Linked DNA regions of Macaca mulatta: region 2 is linked to region 1. The links are chromatin contacts, called in public Hi-C maps. All regions are on one chromosome and are shown on one strand. The core of a region is the stretch at or near the end of the contact, and the rest is flanking DNA. Distances in the headings are between cores, read along the strand shown. Region 1 holds the start of LOC144332960. Region 2 holds the start of KCNMB4 (potassium calcium-activated channel subfamily M regulatory beta subunit 4).

Region 1 (6,873 bases), core at 2,618-5,117:
TCTAAGTGGACTTAGATCCTGAGTCTAAGCATATACAAAGCACTCAAGTGCCCAGAAAACGAAAAATTTCCCATTTTTTTCTAAATAATTCACTTTTTTTGTATTTCCATATTATATATCATGAGCTCTTGACAAAAAGTAAACATCGTAAACTGTTTTATTACTTTATAATGCAGCACACCCCCAAGTGATATACCAACGGATACCAACAGATTTGCAACTGTATTTCAGAGAACAAGCTGTCAGAAAACACACTATGAATTCTATTTCCAGGACATTCCTAATAGTATAGACAAAGTAAATAAATGAACAAGCCACATCAGCATGATTAGTCATAACAGTTGAATTCTAAAATAGAAATCAAAGGATGTTAAACAGAAAAACTAAAGAAATAAAACCCTAACTTTCATTCCACTTCAAGGCAAACTTTCTTTTTTTTTTTTTTTTTTTTTTTGAGACGGAGTCTCGCTGTGTCGCCCAGGCTGGAGTGCAGTGGCCGGATCTCAGCTCACTGCAAGCTCTGCCTCCCGGGTTTTTACGCCATTCTCCTGCCTCAGCCTCCCGAGTAGCCGGGACTACAGGCGCCCGCCACCTCGCCCGGCTAGTTTTTTGTATTTTTTTAGTAGAGACGGGGTTTCACCGTGTTAGCCAGGATGGTCTCGAACTCCTGACCTCGTGATCCGCCCGTCTCGGCCTCCCAAAGTGCTGGGATTACAGGCTTGAGCCACCGCGCCCGGCCTCAAGGCAAACTTTCTACAACGACATCAACTTTAGCACAGCTCTTTTCAAAATATCTGGTATAAGTCACAGTGAAATTCAATCCCTTTAAGTATCACAGGTAGAAACCGCTCTTAGTAAGGAAGAACAGTCACCTGTATCATCAAGCAGAATAAGTTCTACCATAGCACTAGATCCCTTGATTAACACTGTATATAATTCCACTCAAACATTACAGTACACCTCATATTAACTCTGCCCCTGAACTGCCCTACCTGGTACCTTGGATCTTTTGCCTCTTTGTGTTACAAAATCCCCTACAGATCCAGGTAACAAATAACATCATAAATGTTGGGTTGTATATTTTCCTAAAATCTCAGGAAAATTTTAACAAATTTTAACAACAAAAAAACAGCTATTGTTTAACATTGCTTTTAAAGAGCAAAAAAATAAATTGTAAGCTAAGTGTTTTTCACTAGTCTATTAATGCTTACTCATTATTTCACATATACATGTGAAGCATACATTCTATTTACATTATCAGAAAATCTTATGAAGTCTGTCACTAGAAAACATAAAACTATAACTTATACAGGTTGTAAAAAATTCTGTAATGGTCTTTCAAAATATAGGTACTTTTAATACCAGTATCTACTAAAGGAATACAAATGAGAACTGGGTTAGAAGCACTTCTAATAAAATCTATTCATACACCTGAAAATTTTATTTACTTTTGAACAAATAATTTTCAGGTTATAATAACTGTAAAGCATCTCTGAAAAATCAAAAAGTGCAACACCCAAAGTTATAAAGGAAAAACAAAGGTAATTAGTCCTTGTAGGGAGGTATATGGGAAGTTGTATCATTCTGAATTTTTTTGTTTTTGTTTTTTGCCCAGCATCAGAAGATAAGCCACATTCTGAGTTTTATCTTCAAGATCAGGTACTTGGGGATATAAATCACTCACACACAAGCATTTTGCCCTCCTTTTCCACCATATAAATTAAAGTATTATAGAAACTGAAAAATTGTATAGGCTGTATGTGTTGCTTGGTTAAACAAACAGGCAATTCTCATTCCCTGAGATCAGATTAGGTTACAGATATCTCTACATTGTATACTTAAAAAAAGATTCCTGCCAACAAATGTTTACATTAACTTATTTGTATTGATGAAGTACTAATTCAGATACAAAAAAAAAAAACTTTAGCAGAGTTTCTCACTTCCTCTCTAAAATACAAAGTATTCACAAAAGTTATTACAATTCAAGCTCTCAGAAAATATGAGAGAAAGATACCTTTTCTACAATAAGGATCTTACAAAGTCAAGAAATAAGTGAGTAGAGTGGAACATGTTTTGTCTTTAAGTGTATTTTGTATTTCTTTTTCTTTAGATTTAACATTATAAAAGAACTACAAACTAAACAAATTCAACATACAGAGCTTACTAATTATCTTGGTCCATTATAAAACATTTCAATGAACTGGGCTCTGAATATAGACACTTAACCATTTCAGCCCACTATGATTCTTAACCCTTTCAATTCGCAATCTTACAAAATTATAAGAGACATATTCATTGACGTTTGGAAAGAACTGTTGTCAATTATGCCAAGCATTCCCAAACTCAACATAAACCTTGTATGTAAATGGATACTTTAAAATTTCTATCTCATCCCTCACCCCATACTTTATTCTTTCCACTTATCTTGCTTCAAAAGGGAAATCAAGAGTCACACTTATGATTCCGAGCTCTAAAAATTCCTAATATCAAGCATGAAGTATGTTCAACTTTGGAACCTTAAATTTAAGTTGGCTTCCCTCGTGAACTGACTTTGAGTACTTTTTACCATTTCGCCAAGAATCTAAGGGTTCAAATCAGTGTACTTAATTACGAAGAACTGCCCAAACGATTTTAAAAGGAGTGGGATTCTCTGACCAAGAGTTTTATGAAAATGAAACAAAATATGTTGCACTCAGTCTTCCGGATGTTGAAAAGTGAAGATGTCTCCAAGGATTCGAAGGAAGTTGTTTAGGTTCCTTCTGAGAGGGTGGTACCCTTATGTAAGACTTTAGTGGTGGTAATACCGTACCTACAGGCCTGGAATAAATATAAAGTCTAAAACCTTGGAAATACTTTGTATAAAAGAAAACTACAATTCACTTTTGCTAAGGACCACAGTCACCAAGAGTCATCAGCTTTCTCCCGGACAGACAACAGTGCCTCAATTAAGAACTACAAAGGCCTCTTTTAACCCTACTCTTTTCTTCTGTGAAACTTTTAAGTGAGACCTACAACAGCAAAAGGTGGAGAGGCCCCTGCGGAAGTAGAAAACCAGGGCTTGTAACTTCACAGACAGAAGCATCTGTGGTTCCTCCGCCGCCCCAGGACCATCCGGACTCAGTCTACGACACTACGGAAGCTTCACCTTCCTGGTGCGGTGGCAGAGGCAGCATCGCAGTTGCATTCCTTCTCCCTCCACCATGCACAGCCTTCGGTATCCCAGGGCCTGCAGGCTCCTGACACCCGTTAGCCAGTCCAGTGTCTCCCATCTGACACTTACACACACACTAACAGAAATACACATAACTGGCAGATGATATACGTGTATTGAGAATGTAAGGAGCCAGAGACAGCACCAGCTGCTGGGAAGGCGGCAGAGCCGTCTAAAGCGGGCTCGAGCTCCTCAGCCACGGCCGCAGCCGCCTTCTCTTCTCCCCCAGGAAGCAGCGCGGCGGTAGCGGCTCCTCCGCGCTGGCGGGAGCCTAGGGGAGTGGAGTCTGGGGAAGCCCCGCCACTCGCGGATGGGACCGGGCCTAGGATCTGGAGCTGCTGCTGCAGCGGCCCGAGTACAGCGACGCTTTACGTCCCGTCCACCACCACCCCCATACACACCCCCTCCCTCCCTCCACCGCCGCCACCCCCCCTCCCCGCCCGCTCCGCTCTCCCTCTCTCGATTGGAGCCGAGACAAAAGCAACGGGAAGCGGCGGGCCGGGACGCTACCGGCGGACCCCGGGCGCGGCCGGACCGGCCCCGGGGCATTCCCCCGCCTTGCGGGGGCCCCGAATCCGCCGCCCCCGCCGCGCGCCCCGCTGCCAGACTTCCGAAAATTTGCCAAAAACTCACCGCATGAATTTTCTTGTCCCGCGGATCCAAGATGGCGACGTATCCACCGCGGAGGCTGCTGGGAGCAAGACCTTTACCCTCTGACCGCCGCCGTGACCCCCGTCGCTCCGGCTTCCCTCCGGGTGGCGGCGGAAGGTGGGAGCGGCGACTGCAAAGCAGCAGCGATGGGGTGGGTAGGCCGCTTCCAGCGCGCTTCTAACAAGGTGGGGAGAGGCGCTTCACTCCCCTACCGCCCTTACCGCTGCTCCGTCTTGTCTCCCATCGACTCACAGGGAGGCTTGCTGCTCCTCCGCGGCCGTTACAGAGAGCGGGGCTTCTGCGGCCGCTGCCGTTTTCCTGGGGCCAGGTTGCTTCGCAGAGGGCTCTGGCCCCAAGTCCGAGGGGGACCGCAGGGTCCAGGGGCGATGAATGGTGAGGTGGCTTCAGTCCGCCCTCCCCGGGGATGCTGAGCGTGTTCGTGTTTGTGTTTGTGTTGGACACCCCGCCCCCGCACGTCCGCCTCCTCACTCCTCCCCTCCTCACTCCCGCCACCTGGGCGAATTTAACCGTGTCCCCGTTTCCTCCCTTAGCTCCCGCAACCTCCGGAGCTTGTGCGCGTACTTCAGGGACCGGCACCACGTCACCGTCACCTTCTGAGTAGTGAGTTCCCCTCTGATGAAACCACTGGTGTATTTACTCACCATCCTCACCTTTTTTTTTCCCCCCCCCAACCTGGTGGAAGGAAGTACATAATGGAGAGCAAGTTTTTAAAGCACGGTCGTGTCGTGTGAACTTGCTCTAGCCAAATTAGGTTTATAGCACTTTTTCTGACTCTCATTCCCCCCAGTCTCCACATAAACAAGAGTGACCAGCTGGGTCATCCGCAAGACCATTTGAAATTATTGTGGCTTGGGTGGAAACTTAAAGGAGTGAAGTATCTGCTTTCCAGAAAAATCGTTGTCGTTCAAAGTGAAATTAAACTTTTCTTTGCAATAATTCCCCTTTATTTCTTTGTATGTCTGTAAACTCTTCACTTTTTTTGTAATTACTAGACATTTCGTTCTTAAGAGCCTCTGCATGTGTGTTTTGGAATTGTGTAGCTTCATAATGTGAAAAATTGTCCTTTTCTATTTGAGTAATTAGTTAATTTGAAGTAAATAAAATTTCTACTTCACTTGGTTGTTTCTTTTAAAAATTTACCTTTTCCTTACAAAAGAATCACTGTAATCCAATTTAAATTTGTCATTGAAGGTCAAAAATAAGAAATAGCAAGAAACACAACATACTATAAAATAAAAGGTAACTGTCATGTTTTTGAAGGTAAGGTGTTTTGACATAGCAGACATTGTGTGAATTTATTTCAACTCCTAGTGGTACTGGTGTAGACAGAAAATGTTTTACTTGGTTATTCATTTCATCAAACATTCTACTTCATTTTTTTTTTTTTTTCCACTTCAGGAAAATTCGAGGAGGAACAACACATTGGTGTCTTTCCTTCTTTTCTCCCCGTCTTCTCCAAATAGTCCCTTCCTCTTTCTGCTTTCTCCTCCTCTCATGTTAACATCTTCAACCATAAGATGGTGTGTTAAAAGATTGGTTATACCTCTTTAGAATGACTTCCAGAGGGTGTAAGTCTGATTTGAGAGTTTTATTACCTTGAGTATTTTACTGGAAGAGATAGAACAACAAACATTTTTATAATAAACGTGTGGGTTAGGAGTGTTAGGAGAAAATACATTGATACTATTACTTTCAATATTTGATACTACTTACTTTGACTCACTGAACACTATTTGTTTAGGATGAATTCACTTTAAGCCATGTTGAAGAACAAGCCTTTAATTGTCCTATTATTTGTGCCAAATCTATTATAAATTTGTTAAAATTGTTTTAATACCTACCTTAGAGGGTACTCTAGGTATTTAATGACCTAGCATTTGTTAAAGGCTTGTGTAGTAAGAATTCTTACTATAAGAGTTACTATTCTTACTATAAGAATAGATGCTACATTTTTTGAATTATCCTGTTGCATCAAAAAGTTCATCTTCATTGGTAATGTTAATCAAGTTTGCCCATTTGGTAGTTTGGTTTTCTTTTGACTATCTTAATAGATTGTCTTTCTTTTACCTGAAAAGTAGTCCATACTAATAGGCACATGTTTTGTGTATTTCCAAAATATGTGTTATGTTAAATTCTCTGTACACTTCATTTAAAAATTACAGACTTTGAGGAAAAAAAATACCCTATTAAGGGAAGAATGAGTTTGTGTATAACTTGTAGAAGAAGACGGCCACCCATTTTTAGAAAACTATGGATGGTATTGAAAATTTTGCCATGGCAAGGGATAAAAAGCACAGGCTTCTCTAATGTGTCTAAAACAACATTTGAATCCCCTTTGTTCATTCCCTAAATCTCCTGCTCCTTTAGAATTCCTGATTTTCATAAATAGTACCACCATTCACTTATTTGCTCAAGCATAAAACTTGGAATTTTCTGTGATTCTTCACACTCATACAGCTCATCAGACAGTACCATCAATTCTGCCTGACAAATATATTCTGAATTTAGCTGCTTATCACCTCCACCGCTACAGCCCTTGGGAGCCACCATCATCTCTTGCTGGACCACGGCAATATCCATACTAGCTGCTTTCACTTTCTGTACCCTCATGAAAATTTTCCCATTCAAACCATTCTCTATATACCAACCAAAGCAATCATTTTAAAAATGTTATTAGGTTATGTCACTCCCTTGTTTAAAACCCTCCAATAGCTTCCTTATGCACACAGAATGAAATCGGAATTCCTTACCATAGCCTTCAAGACTGCATAATCTGGCTCCTGCCCACTTCTCCATCTTCCCAGGAAGCAGTACGGGAAGTTGTTCTCACCCTTCTTACTGCCTCCTTTCTGTCGTGGGCTGAGCTCTTTGTAGTCTGTAGCAGAGCCTGTTGTCCCCAAAAATTCCATTTTTTTCATAGTAGTAGACATGGATACATGGCTACCCAGAACAAAGACTGTATTTTGCAGCCTTTCTTGTAGCCATGTAAT
Region 2 (7,504 bases), core at 3,499-5,998, 120 kb before region 1:
CAAACATACAAAAATTAGCTGGGCATGGTAGCACATGCCCATAATCACAGCTACTCGGGTGGCTGACGCAGGGGAATCGCTTGAACCCAGGAGGCGGAAGTTGCAGTGAGCTGAGATCGTGCCACTGCACTCCAGCCTGGACAACAGAGTGAGACTCAAAAATAAATAAATAAATGAAATAACCATATTATCTCTAATCACCCACTCTCTCTCGTCTCACATACAAGAGTGCAGTTTTAAAAATTCATCTTTTTTTTTTTTTTTTTTTTGCCATCCAATGTATATAATTACTCAAATGCAAGTGTCTGGAATCAAGTTCATTTCATTTAAACAAATTGGTTTTAAACTATTATTTACATAATAATTTTAAATAATACTCTTCCTATCCTTCAGAATTTCCTGGAGTCCCTCTTTTTATACCAACTCCCTAAATTCAGGAGCACTGGCCAGGCATGGTGGCTCAAGCCTGTAATCCCAGTACTTTGGGAGGCCGAGGCGGGTGGATCACGAGGTCAGGAGATCAAGACCATACTGGCTAACGTGGTGAAAACTCATTTCACTAAAAATAGAAAAAATTAGCCAGGCGTGGTGGCAGGCGCCTGTAGTCCCAGCTACTCGGGAGGTTGAGGCAGGAGAATGGTGTGAATCCAGGAGGCAGAGCTTGCGGTGAGCTGAGATCGCGCCACTGCACTCCAGCCTGGGTGACAGAGAGTGAGACTCCATCTCAAAAAAAAAAAAAAAAAAAATTCAGTAGCACCCACAGTACCTTTTAACCTGAAAACACAAATATTCATCACAATGACTCCTTTTAGGTTCTCAGGTTGTTTTTCTTGCACAGCAGATGAAAACATTTTCTAAGACAGTGGTTTTTGAATTTTGTCTTCACATTAGAATCATCGCAAAACTTTTAAAAAACATCAATGCCCAGGTCCCCCCCAAGACCAAATCAGAATCTTGGAGGGTTGGACCCAGGCATAAGAACTTCTTTTTAAAGTTCCCCTGGTGATTCTAATGTACAGCCATAGGTGGGGACCAAAGCTCCAAGCATATACAATTGTGAGTCACAAAGAGATAGTTACTGGAATAGTAACAAGAGGAAGCTGACCCCAAATTTAGATTTTGCTATGGTTAATCCATAGAGATAATCTCCGTGTGGACAACTTGTTGCCTTGAATACTCTATGACAAGACTGGATATAGTGACTGCTTTAGACAATAAGGATATGATTCAAAATATAAATACATTCAGTAGGAACTCAAGGTATTTTAAAGAAATTGTTAGTCAAAGATCAAATTTACTCACAGTATCTTCTTTAGCAGTTCATGGCTTAAGAAATTCTGTATTTGCAATGTATTCTTTCCCTCTCCTGCCTCTTACTGTAATTAATGCAGGAAACTCAAGGGAGAGGAAAAAAGTCCTTATTCTATTTTTCTAAGAAGTGATTTCCTAAGTGGTTTCTTGTGTTGTGGGTCATGAAGAAAAGCTTGGAGGTGGTTGGGATTCAAGACACTGTTGGGAATCTAGACATTCTACAAAGAAACAGAGGGGAAACGTAGGCCTTCAATAAAGAGGTAAAGTAAGGCAAAGAAAAGATATAGGCAGCCAAGATCCAACAGGAATGGACAATGGGTATTGTCTAATTGCAGGAACACTGTGCAAACACTCTGCTTATGCATGTGACTCTGGCATAATATTTTCACTACACTGAATTTTTCCATCACACTGCTTACAAGAATTTCCACATTGAGCATTTATTGGTAAAAATAGAAAGGTGATGCTGAAGAACAAACTTACAGTCTATAAATGCTACAACATATTTATAATCTGGATGAAGAGATATCAATTGGTTTGGCTGAGAAAACCTTGACTAAAATGAACAGGATGTTGTCCCTGACTTCTGTAACATAAATATATCCTTCTCCAGTTCTGTCAGTTCCTGAATACTTTATAAAATGTATTTTGTTCAGGTAATTTTTCAAAACAACTGTTGCCAAGATCTGAACTGGCACTGGAAAAAAAAAATGATTATTTTCAGGGGAGAGAGAGAGAGAAAGACAGGAGAAATCTTAGTATTACATAAAGCATTGTGATTGCTTCTAGGTAATTTAAAAATCAATGTTCCAATGATTTCATTTTACTTTTTCTGCCAGATCTTCAAACTGCCTGAAATCGTGAAGCAGTCTTTTCGTAATAAATTATAATGTGTCCATGTCTTGATTAGATATTAGCCATTTATTAATGTGTGTGCATATATATGTATATACAGATATGAAATTTATTAGTGCTTGAACCACTATCTTAAAATAATTAGCAGTGTTTCACCAACTATAACAACTTCTAAATGATGAACTGCCATAAAATTTCTAAATCATTACTACTGGTTGGCACTTACCTTTGACATTATTGATTTAATTCCAAAAAAAAAAAAAATGATGTTTCTAAAACCCTGAGATTTCTTTTTAAATTCCTGAGCATTAAGAGGATCAAGTTACAACATTTGTCTTTGAGACGTTATCACTTCTTCAAGATCTTCAACAATATACTCCAAATTCTATATTCTTAGTCCTATATTTACTGCTTATATTATTGATACTTTTAAAGATAAATCAATATTCATCTGTCGACAGGAGCTTTTTTGGGGGGAGGGAGAAGTCATTCATATTTTTAAAAAGAAATTTTTTAAAAATAATTTGAGAAATTTTAAAAAATGTCTCAAATTCAAGAATTTACTGTTCAGGAGGTAAGACCACAAGTTTTATTGCAGAGTGATGGTAAGCTTGTTTTAAATACTACTACAATATTAATGTAGAATTTTTTTCTTTTGGATTAATACAAATATATCTTGTTACAGTTAATAAAGTGTTCCTGTGAACACAAGATTCATTCCCTTTTGGACTGTTTTTCTGCTTGATCCCTCAAAAAAAGGAAAAATGTCAGTAACTTTTAAAAAGATACATACCTTTACTTTGATAGTTAAGCAACAAGGAGAGTAGAAAAGATCAAGGGAAGTAAAAAAGGAACCAGAACCAGGTACACTACAAAGCTCAATTAGTTCACAGGCTAAGGACACTGCTTTTTATAAGTTATTTTTCTCCATTGGGAACAGTTTTCTGAGACTTCCTCTCTCTGCTCTCCATCCCGGGAGTCCTAACCAGGTTTTATCTTTTTTTTTTTCTTCTGCTTTTTCTTCTTGTTTGCTTTCGAGACCAAAAGAAGTTGTCAGAGAAGTCATGTTAGGTACATTTCACTGAAGGTTTTCTATTTTCAGCAAGTTTTACTGTTCTCCAGACGGCTCCTGACTGTCCCTAAACACAAAGGGTAACTAGGCTCCCTGTAGACTCTTTTGAGAATCTATCTCATGAAAACTAGGAGCCCTCTGTACTTCCCAAAATGGACCCGCAATATTCCACATTTGATTCCAGGTCGTTTTGTCAAGCCACAAAAGCTTATCTTTGAACCCCAAGTTGAAAATGGCTGTGTAGAGCGAAAAGGTAAGGAACTCTCTCACAACTTTCGAGGGTCCCCTCAACCTTTCAAGGAAGGTCATTCCATCTGAGTTCTAGATGAGACCAACTGAAGCTCGAACCTTGACCATGAGCTGGAGTAGGTGGATCCCCGCTAACCACTGGCTTTAAATGGAGGAAAAGTTAACTTTCTTGGCTCCTTGCACTTCTTCAAACCCAGTCCGGTAGGCGCAGGACCCGGACTGGGTCGAGGCCTCAAAATCTGAGACCAGGCAAGACAGGTTTTAAAGTAAGCCTCTGGGCACCACTGTTCGCGGCGCGTAAGCCCACCTAAAAGACCGGTGCCCTCGGGCTCCCTGATGTACTCATTCCTGGTTTGAGTACAGCCTGCGCCACCTGGTCTCCTCCCAGCAATGCGAGCACTCGCCGAACCCTCCCCGCGCGGAGTCTAACACCGACGCTGCCTCCAAACCTCCCTCGCGGGAAGCCCCTGGGTGCACGGGGCGTTCTTACCTTGGGGTTGGTCAGGAGCTGGTGCTCGTCGCTGTGCAGCAGCGCCCTAGAGTTGGACTCAGAGTTGTTCACGTAGACCTGGACGCAGGGGTACTGTGAGGTGCCCCTGCAGTCGGCGCCACAGGTGAAGGTGCACTCGAACACCTCGCCGATCTGCTGCACCGACAGCACCGTGCAATTGGCCTCCGTGGCTTGCAGATCCTGCAGCGCGGGACTCAGCCAGCAGAAGCCGAAGATGAACAGCGACACGACGCCGGAGATGATGAGAAACAAGCCGAGCCGGATGCTCTTGTCCTCGGCTTCCGTGTACTCGTAAGCCACCCGGAGCTTCGCCATCGCCCCCCACTCTCGGCGGCTGGCGCGCTCCCCCCGCCCCCTCCCGCCCCCGGCGCCAAGCCCGACTGCCTCGGGCGGGAGGAGCCGCCGCCGCCACCGCCGCCGCCGCGCGACAGCAGGGGAGTGGGCGGCGAGGGGGAGCGCGCGAGAACAAAGGGGCCGAGGCCAGCGACGCCCCCGGCGGCGGCAGCGCCCCCCAGCCCCCCAGCCGCCGCCTGGGCCCCGCGGTGCAGCCGCCGCTTCAGAGCCTCCTGCACCCTCGGGCGCGGGGAGCGCACGGTCCGCTCCAGCTTCCAGCGCCCCCTGCCAGCCTCCGCCCCCGCACTCTCCCCGCCTCCCCCACCCCGCCTCCTCTCGTCGGGTGTCTCTCTGTCTCCATCGCCCGCTGGCCGCTTCTCCGCGGACTCGTCCGGCAGCTGCCCCAAGGCTAGGAGTGCCTGAGCTGGGGCGAGCCCGGGGGCTCCCCCGTGCAGGAGGAGGCTCCGCCCCGCCCCGTCCGCCGCCGACCCTGGCCCTTCCGCCCCGCCCCGCCCCGCTTCGCCCCGCCCTGCCCGGGGGCGTCTCCTTTGGGCGAGGGGTTGACGGGCACAAGCGACAGCGGCGACTTGCAATTGGAATCTTCCCTGAGTCCCCTTAGAGGGACGTCCGAGATGAAAGATTAAGATCGATTTAGCTTAACCGGAGGGAAAGTTAAAAAATAATAATCAGAGGGGAGGGTGGAGTTCAAGTGGAGCGGCGGGAATCTTGAACTCTAAACGGGGACTGGTCACCTGCGGGCAGAGCGGCCAGGCTCCGGGCGCACCCCGGGAAGCGGGCACGCGTGGCGGTGTGGGAGGACACGGGCCGCCCGGGTCGGGCGGATCGAGGTGAAAGCCCCAGGCTAGCGGTGTGCGCTGGGAGGTCCCCGGGGACTACTCAACCGCAGGTCCCCATGCCACGGGCGGGCTGGCGCGCGGCGGTGCCAGAGGCGTGACCCAGCGGTGCCCACGCCGCCAGCGCCGCCGCCCCAGGGAGCGCGGTAACCGTCCAGTCCCAGGACCTGGGCCTCCTAACCGTCTTGGTGCAGACTCGCGCCCCCTGACCCTGCTGCGGCCGGGAGGGCTGCAGGATTGGAGTTAAACAGGCTGAGTCAGGTGGAGTTTGCTGTGGAGGCAACGTGCGTGGGGGCAGGAGGCTGGACAAAAGAAACTTGCTGCTCAGGTCCTCAGTGACCCTTGTGGCAACTTACGTCTCTGGCAGCCGGGTCGACCCCAACTTGATTTGCCCCCATGGCTGGGGCTGACTGAGACTAAAGGAAACAGGTGGAGAGCTTTGCAGCCTGGAAAGAAATACCACTTTTCCCATCAGAACTTGCTTCGGAGCTCCCAAGAACAGAATCGTTTATGTGGTTTCCCTCCTTAGGAGTCTTGCCACCCCTGACCCGCCCCAGGATTTGTAGATAAGCTTTCCAGGAGCGCTGTTTAAAGCGACAGCAGCAGGCAGGCCCACTCTGTTACAGGTACTGTTTCTAGACCTGTGTTCTGCTCTTAATACTTGCCGTTGCTCCCTCCAACCCCAATTACCTCCACCCCCAATTACCTCCACCCCAACTATGCTTCAGCCTCTATTCTTTTCGCGACCTTTTAAAAGTTGGAATTACCTTTTCCCAAACCACACTTTTATCATAAAATCAAACTTGAGACCTATTTATATCTACATTTCGAAGAATAAAATCAGAATATTGACTTCCTTGCAAACGACATAAACTTTTTGTGTTTGTAAGTCGCAAATGAATAAACTCTTAATTATGTTCCTGATGAATACGGAAACATGGAATCATGGAATTCTTGATTTCTCTTTCCTGGACTTCAAATGTTACTTAACTGGTATTGAGTACCTTTCGACTGCAGTTCTGATACGTTATTTGGAAACACTACATTATGATAGGTAACAAGTATTTCCCAGCAATGGGCAAATTAGTTACAGGAAGATCCTAAGTGTCTTTTTCTCAATAAATTAAGAAGATGTAGGGTTTGAAAAACTTCCAAATTAGGAAGATGCTTTGTTCTCTAATACATTTTAGGTTTTGAGAGAGATTTTCTTTTTTTAATTTAAATGTAAGAATTGTACTCTTTTTCTGTTAGCATAAAGACAATTGTGATTACATTACTTAAAAGCGAGTTTAATAGTTGAAATAGCATAACCCAAAATCACAAATCTTCAATCTGAATATTTTTCCTATTGCAGGAAAAATTAAAAAAATAGGAAATTTTTTTTCTATTGTTATAATCTTCTTTTCCAATAAAGCAAAAGCCATGTCTAAGATCTGAAACAATGATGAACAAACAAGATCCAATTATTCTAGCTCAGTATGATGAGGAACTGAAACTTGAGGCAGAATTAATTCCTATTAATGCATAGCAGTTGGGGGACTACCAATAATTAAATGAATATGATTCATTTTTCTTTTTTTTTTTTTTTTTTTTTTGAGACGGAGTCTCGCTCTGTCGCCCGGGCTGGAGTGCAGTGGCCGGATCTCAGCTCACTGCAAGCTCCGCCTCCCGGGTTTACGCCATTCTCCTGCCTCAGCCTCCCGAATAGCTGGGACTACAGGCGCCCGCCACCTCGCCCAGCTAGTTTTTTGTATTTTTTTTTAGTAGAGACGGGGTTTCACCGTGTTAGCCAGGATGGTCTCGATCTCCTGACCTCGTGATCCGCCCGCCTCGGCCTCCCAGAGTGCTGGGATTACAGGCTTGAGCCACCGCGCCCGGCCTATGATTCATTTTTCAATGATTCCAGAGCTCAAAGTCTTCTGTGAATGAAACCTCTGCCTCAAAACTGAAGTACGGTGGTCTAAGTCTAGGGAACAAAATCAGAAAATTCTATCTTATTTTAACTGAAATTCTTGAAATTTTAAAATCCATTTTCTTTTAGTTCTGCATTTAGTCAATTTCTTCCCTGGCAATTATTCATAAAGTATTTGAAGAAACTTGTGTCTTCTGTTTTTTAGACATTTTTCTCCTGTTTCCTGTTTTTAATTTAGCTTGTTTTCTCTGAACACATTATCTTCACATCTTTATTGAAAGTCAAACGTATTAAGACTTCACAAATTAAATCAATTTCTATTTTATTCTTAATGAAACACTGGAAATGTTTATTAGTTTTACTTACTTGAAGCGGAGCTGCTTTATCACATTCCCAAGGAAGATTGC

What was found. Hi-C and Micro-C count contacts between places; a contact is called where the count stands out from the background.
Region 2: a Hi-C map of fetal cortex germinal zone shows a contact between it and region 1, with 3 times the contacts expected there. The contact joins the promoter of KCNMB4 here to the promoter of LOC144332960 in region 1. A contact is called at or near these places in 2 of 14 Hi-C or Micro-C datasets (fetal cortex germinal zone and liver).

Annotation. Positions count from the first base shown.
Region 1 is chr11:77,322,042-77,328,914 of T2T-MMU8v2.0, reverse strand. It overlaps LOC144332960, which reads left to right and starts at 3,867. Exons shown (of 3, transcript XM_077954727.1): 1 at 3,867-4,013; 2 at 4,414-4,483. The coding sequence starts at 3,876. CNOT2 (CCR4-NOT transcription complex subunit 2) reads right to left here and starts at 4,327. Exons shown (of 16, transcript NM_001265869.1): 1 at 3,845-4,327.
Region 2 is chr11:77,441,596-77,449,099 of T2T-MMU8v2.0, reverse strand. KCNMB4 (potassium calcium-activated channel subfamily M regulatory beta subunit 4) reads right to left here and starts at 4,748. Exons shown (of 3, transcript XM_002798660.4): 1 at 3,978-4,748. The coding sequence starts at 4,313.